Regions from separate parts of the Zea mays genome. Here region 1 is linked to region 2. The links are chromatin contacts, called in public Hi-C maps. All regions are on one chromosome and are shown on one strand. The core of a region is the stretch at or near the end of the contact, and the rest is flanking DNA. Distances in the headings are between cores, read along the strand shown.

Region 1 (3,607 bases), core at 804-3,303, 300 kb after region 2:
AGCTTATGGTACGGCATTTCCAGCGACCGAGAACTGGTAGTGGCATTAGCAGCTTCTATGTTACCTAGAGAGTTTATTGTCAAACTGGGGAAAAAAAACTGAAGGTTAGATCGGTGTAGATCTTTCTGGTACTGTATTGTGTATCCGGCAATAGGCATGGTATTGTTTTTTTTTTTGCTGTGAATCCACTGGTACCATGTTTAAACTTATGAATTGTTCAAAATAGAAAGGTGCTTCATGCTTGCCAAATTCTGAATTCGAATATTCAATACTAGGTGGAGTGGATATGAATATATGATTTTGCTTCTGTACACGGGTTGAAAATTCTGGAGAAATCGAAGGCAATCTCTTTCGCTCGCTTTGCGATGGTGATGGCGCTCTCCTAGAGGAAATTAACAAAACTGTATCATTACAAACTGCATTTTTTTAAAGGAGTTCAGGGTATGTTTGGTTTGTGCCTAAGGTTAGTCGTTCAAATTGAATAACTAACCTTAGACAGAAAAGTTAGGCAAAATGTGGCAATTGAGGTAACAAACCAAACATGCCCTTAGTCTCTAGAAAATCCATTATTTTTATACATTCATCCTTTGCTCTATGTAAGTTGCTCCGAAGTTCGGTTGTGAACCTGCTTGGAAAACCAGATAGGTTGTCTTTAAACAACAATGATTCATAAGCCTGCATACTATAAATCACTATTCTTTCCTAACTTAATAGTGTGATGCATATGTTTGTTTCTGGTGCTAGATAGGGTAGACACAAGCTGACAGCTTCATTGCTTCTCAAGATAGATGCTTACTACTAAATATCTAGGTTAGCACCTAACAACTTAGATAGGTGTAGCCTCTTGACGCCTTTTTATGTTCCAGTGCACATCATCATAAAAAAAGACATGTAATATAAACCTATGCACTGCACTTCTTTTCACAACAGTAAAATCATAAATTTGCGACGACCTAACAACTTAGGAGGTGTTTGGTTCATGCATTTTCAACCCGTATCCATTCACAGCGGCATCAAATCACTACACTCACCGTTTGGTTCGACGCGCGCGTTATTGCTTCACCCGGTATTGGTTCCGCGCCTTTGCAATCGTGATATCGCTCGTCTACGGAGTTTTCAGACTGCGCTGACTCGCTTGGATCCTACGTGCTGTAAACAAACAAAGCCAGGTAACAACTGCCTTGTATCGGATAGCGCTGGGATGTCACTGCAATCCCGTTGCTGTCGCATGAAATGAACCAAACAACACCTTAGGTGTAGCCAGTAGCCTCATGACGTCTTTTTTATGTTCCAGTATGCACATCATCACAAAAAAGGACATGTAATATATACGTATGCACTACACTTCCTCTCATAACAGTAAATCGTAAATTTTCGACGACCTAAACCATGGACATAAGTCCTATACCGTAAGATATTATTTATTTTCGATGGCTTAGATCATATGTTCGATGATAATGGTCCATCGGTTCTAAAAGGTTGAAAATAAGATTATCTTCGACGGTGGCCATCGAAGATAAAGCTTGTATCGACGGCCGACAAAGTCCATAGACATTTAACCCGGGTAACGGTTATAACTTATAACGGTGTCCAGTGGGCCCCACACAATTATATCCGACGGTCTACATAGGGTTGAATAGGTCGGTAACAAATTTCTAGTGTAATATCTGATTACGATTGGACTTATACAAACATGATTTAACGTTATTGTTTACCGTTTAAGTTTCAAATATGTGAACCGATTTAATGAAAGCCATGTCATTAAAAAAACAATAAAATTTCTGCGTCTTCTTTTTATGCGACTAATGTGACTATTTCCTGCCTTTTTTTGGTGTATTACAATAAAGATAATATAATGTTTATCACTTTGAAATAATGGCGTTTAATTTGCATACGGTACTGTAGAGGATAAGAAGGTTGTGGTCAGTCGAACCCTAAACCGTTCCAATTAAAGAGCTGACTTCAACCCACCAGTCAACCGTCGCCACGTACGTCGGGAGGCGATCTAGATACTTGACCATTTACTTTTCGTGCGTTTCCTCCCCCTTGCGTAATGTGCTAGAACACCACCAGCGACGAGCGTAACGTTTCTAGGAAAGAGAGCACAGCACGTGTTTCCATGTCGCAGCTCCTGGGGTTTGAGATCGTATATACGTGGATCGAGCTCGATGACACAACGCCGCAAGAAGCAAAGATGGCCATAGCCAGGACCAGGAGCTCAGCGCCGGTGCTCCTCTTGACATTCCTGTGTTTCTACGCCATTATCATCCCTTCCAACGCATCACCGGACGACTTTCCCCAATGCCTGTCGGGCAGCATCCCCAGCCAGCTCGTCTTCGCGCAGAGCTCGCCGTCGTTCACCTCGGTCCTGGTGTCATCCATCAGGAACCCACGGTTCTTCACGCCAGCGACGGTGAGGCCGCTGTGGATCGTGACGCCGACGAACGCGTCCCACGTGCAGGCCGCCGTGGCGTGCGGCCGCCGGCACGGCGTCCGCCTCCGCGTCCGCAGCGGTGGTCACGACTACGAGGGCCTGTCCTACAGGTCCCAGCGCCCGGAGGCGTTCGCCGTGGTGGACCTGTCCAGCCTCCGCGCCGTCCGCATCGACGAGCGGAGCTCCACCGCGTGGGTGGACTCCGGCGCGACGCTCGGCGAGCTCTACTACGCCGTGGCGCAGGCCAGCGGCGGCCGGCTCGCGTTCCCGGCCGGCCTGTGCCCGACCATCGGCGTCGGGGGCCACCTCAGCGGCGGCGGCTTCGGCACGCTGCTGCGCAAGTACGGCCTAGCCAGCGACAACGTCCTGGACGCCGTGCTGGTGGACGCCAGGGGAAGGCTCCTGGACAGGGCCGGCATGGGGAGCGACGTGTTCTGGGCCATCCGGGGCGGCGGCGGCGAAAGCTTCGGCGTCGTGCTGTCGTGGCAGGTGAGGCTCGTGCCCGTCCCGCCGACCGTCACGGCGTTCAGGATCCCGGTCGCCGCCGGCGACGGCGCCGCCCTGGACGTGGTGGCCAGATGGCAGGAGGTCGCGCCGGCGCTCCCGGAGGACCTCTTCATCAGGGCGCTCCTCCAGAACCGGAGCGCGACCTTCGAGTCCCTGTACCTCGGCACGTGCGACGCGCTGGTGCCGGTGATGGGGCGCCGGTTCCCGGAGCTCGGGATGAACCGCACGCACTGCCGGGAGATGAGCTGGATCGAGACCGTGCCCTACTTCTTCCTGGGCAGCGGCGCGACGGTGGAGGACATCCTGAACCGGACCACCTCCCTGAGCACCTACGCCAAGATGACGTCCGACTACGTCCGGCAGGCCATCCCGCGGCGCGCGTGGGACGGTATCTTCGGCAAGCTCGCGCAGCCCAGCGCGGGGCTCATGATCCTGGACCCCTACGGCGCGCAGGTCGGCGCCGTGCCGGAGCCGGCGACGCCGTTCCCGCACCGCGCCGGCGTGCTGTACAACATCCAGTACGTGAGCGTCTGGTCCGCCGGTGGGGATGGGGCGGCGCATATCGAGTGGGTCAGGGACTTGTACGCGTTCATGGAGCCGCACGTGAGCTCCAACCCGAGGGAGGCGTACTTCAACTACAGGGACCTGGACCTCGGTGAGAACGTC
Region 2 (3,429 bases), core at 737-3,236:
GGCGGCGTCGTGCACTCGTGCTCGTGCACTGCATGCAAGCCCAGTTGCTTTTGCAGCTCGCTCTGGCAGTCTCGCTCGTGTAGGTGCAGCCTGAGTCCACCTCATCAAAAGTCAAAAGGCTGCGCCACCCATGACCCAACCAAGAACCAACCGGCTTTAGCAAATCAGCGCGGGTACATTTAAATCAACCATCCCACGCTCGCCGTTCATCCGCCACCAATTAAAACACCCCCGAAGCTGGCGTCCATGTCCATGTCCGTGGCAGCATGCATGCACGTCGTCGATCTCGCGTTTAAATACCCGGCTTTCCCCTCACATAGCATGCAGATGCAGGACGGAGTTCCATTCCGTAGCTGAGTTTGTAATAAGCCATGGCTAGACCTAGACTGCCTTCCATGGGCCACCAACAGGCAATGTCGTTGCTGCTGCTGACCGTTCTGTGGGCGGCGACCGCTGTTGCCGCACGGCGAGAGCCTGTGGCGTGGAGGCCTGGCATGGTTAGAGCCGAGGATTGCGACAAGAAACATGGTAAGGGTGGCAGCGGTGCCGATGTAGGAGGTGGTGCCGGAGGCGGAATCGGCGCCGGTGGTGCCATCGGTAGTGGTGCAGGAAGTGGGTTAGGAAGTGGCACAGGGGGTGGGTTGGGCGGCGGCGGTGGCTCTGGGCGAGGAGGTGGTGGTGGTCTAGGTGGCGGCATTGGCGGTGGTGCAGGGTTTGGAGGTGGAGCGGGTGCAGGATCTGGTGGTGGAGTTGGCCTTGGTGGCGGCGGGGGGCTTGGAGGTGGAGGCGGGGTTGGAGCTGGTGGCGGTGGCGGTTTTGGAAGTGGTGGTGGAGTAGGAGTTGGTGGCGGCGGTGGTTTTGGAGGTGGTGGTGGAGTAGGAGCTGGTGGTGCTGGTGGGGGTGGTTTTGGAGCGGGAGGCGGCACGGGAGGGAGAATTGGTGGAGGTGATGGACTTGGAGGAGGTGTCGGTGGAGGAGGATTAGGCGGTGGGTTCGGTGCCCGTGGGGGAGCAGGAGGCGGCCTAGGCGGTGGCGCTGGAGCTGGCGGAGGCATCGGGGGTGGAGCTGGTGGTGGCTTCGGAAGCGGAGGCGGCTTTGGTGGTGGCGCGGGAGCTGGTGGCGGGTTCGGCGCTGGAGCTGGCGGAGGCATCGGGGGTGGAGCTGGGGGTGGCTTCGGAGGCGGAGGCGGCTTTGGTGGTGGAGCCGGACTTGGAGGAGGGGCAGGAGGAGGACTGGGCGGTGGCGGTGGTTTCGGCGGCGGCATGGGCGGTGGATTCGACGGCGGCGCAGGAGGCGGGTTCGGCGCAGGAAGCGGCACGGGCATTGGCGCAGGCGGTGGAGGTGGCATCGGCGCCGGAGCTGGCGGAGGCATTGGAGGTGGGCCTGGGATTGGCGGTGGAGCGGGCAGTGGTGTCGGCGGGCACCATCACGACATGAGCAGCGTCGTGAATGACAAACATCTTGACTGACGAGCAGTTGATCTTCGGCTTCCTTCTGCATTCGGTTTCGTAGGACCTGATTTAATTATATCGCGCTAATAAATAAGGAGACCGCCTAGACTCTCACTTAGATTAGCTTCTCGATCCTATTCTATTAATTTCCTCTTTCTTTCTTTCCACGTCGACCATCGTATTTTTATCGATTTTTTTATCAAAATTACAATTGATTTCATTGTCCAATGCAAGTTAAAACGAGTACAAACTTGCTCCCGAGTCGACGTTGTTCTTCTGGAACCATCCTCGGCGGCTGCTACGATGGATGTTGATTTTTTTAAATAAAATCTACGAGAAAAATGTTAAGTTTGCATAGCCGAACCATAACCGTTGTAAAATTTTCTCGCTAGGGCGGGTCGGCGGGAGCTGGCAGTTCCAACTTCCAACGGTTACATTTCCGTCGCAGGTCCTCTGGATTTCTAAACGGCTGAGTGCGCGCGGCCGGCCCATATGAGGCCCAGAGAGAGGACGTGCGGCCTGTGAAAGGAAAAGCCGTCAGGCAGAGCACTCCAGCGTAGCCACACAGGCCGTTGGGCTCCTGTCTCCTTCGTCCAGTCATTGAGCCCAGCTTCCTTATATTTATTGTCATGTCATGAATTCATGATGGGTGCGTTTGGTTCCTTATATTTATTGTCATGTCATGAATTCATGATGGGTGTGTTTGGTTGCCTGCATCTGCGCGTGCTTTGTATCGTGGGACGTGGGTAGCTGCTGTTTGGTTGCTGTGAACCAGGCTATACGCGTGCGAGCTCTGTGTTTGGTTGCCTACATGCATATTTGGATCCAGGCTCGCACGATCCTCAAAGCACCCTGGCCAGGCTCACTAGATACGAGCCGATTGATCGCATTTGTGGAGCTAGGCTTCAGCGGTCCTGGCTCACACAGCCAGGTTGCCTAGAGAAACCAACCAAACAGGTTGGATAAGAATAAAATAGAATAGATAGATATATAGACCTAGAGCACAATACGGTATGCTGGATTGAAATGATTAAGATAAGCGCCTATGCGGAGCAGGGCTGATCCAACGGGTTAAAGGCAACGCGGTGCGCTGCCGACTTCAATCAATTATAATATTTGATCGACGTGAAAGCTAGCTAGCAGAGCTGCATTGACTGGCCATACCACATCATATCTCTACTACTTATTAAAGCTGTAAGGGTAGCCTGTCGTTCTGCCGTTCTGCGATCTCAGCCGTACATTCTACAGTTCTACAATCTCAGTCGTCCGATCCTGCCCACCCAATTTTCTGCCCCCGCGTCCCGATCCCGCCGCCCCAGCCCTGAAGTCATCACGATTCGCCCCCTGCCTCCTCTTGCCCAATTTCGTCGCCGCCAACCCCATCCTCACCCTCGTCCCATGCCACCGGATGCCGTGCGCTCTCCTCTGCCATCTCTCTCAACGTCTTGCCTCCAGAGAACGCTTGTTCTGTTGTTCCCAATCTCCGCCTTCGCTCCGGCCGCCGATCCCGACCACTCCGATCTAGATCAGGTATGCACATGCCAAGATCTCTGTGTTTCTTCTCTCCTCTTTGTCATGGATCACTCGCCATGGAGCTAGGATCCTTTCTATCCACGCAGATCGCTGGTCCTGCCTGTGCACTTGGTTCATTGATGTGATCCCTAGATCCCATGACAACGACTGGTTCCTATGCGATGCGGACAGGACAGGGTTCGAGAGGCCGGGTCCAGGCGGTGTGGGGCAGATCTACTTCATGCTGCCCTCCGTCACGGCCTGCGGCACGAGGACTCATCTCTCTTGTCGTCAGGGTCCGCCACTCTCTCCTCCCATGCAGCACTCCTGAGTGATGCTTGTTCCATTCCCTCCGGGGACAAATAAGCGGGGGCGGTAGAGGAGGCGGATGCGCCAGCGACCGTGTCACATTGGTCCGCGATGTGGCTCCGGGGACACTGTCATCCTGCTCCATGTGCGTCCCACC

The links. Hi-C and Micro-C count contacts between places; a contact is called where the count stands out from the background.
Region 1: a Hi-C map of ear shows a contact between it and region 2, with 1.8 times the contacts expected there. The contact joins the promoter of LOC103629835 here to the enhancer-like site in region 2. A contact is called at or near these places in 2 of 25 Hi-C or Micro-C datasets (ear and tassel).

The regions. Positions count from the first base shown.
Region 1 is chr6:115,784,458-115,788,064 of Zm-B73-REFERENCE-NAM-5.0, forward strand. LOC103629835 (berberine bridge enzyme-like 27) reads left to right here and starts at 2,054. Exons shown (of 1, transcript XM_008650934.4): 1 at 2,054-3,607. The coding sequence starts at 2,120. It overlaps LOC100194331 (Ras protein RIC2), which reads left to right. Exons shown (of 2, transcript NM_001139367.1): 2 at 1-246.
Region 2 is chr6:115,482,470-115,485,898 of Zm-B73-REFERENCE-NAM-5.0, forward strand. No RefSeq gene overlaps it. Among protein-coding and RNA genes, the nearest start is that of LOC103629826, 11 kb to the left of the region's middle. Within about 2 kb of position 1,987, at least 15 of the 20 cell types and tissues checked have an H3K27ac peak or open chromatin away from gene starts, as enhancers often do. A contact at or near this core is called in ear and tassel, where this site is marked.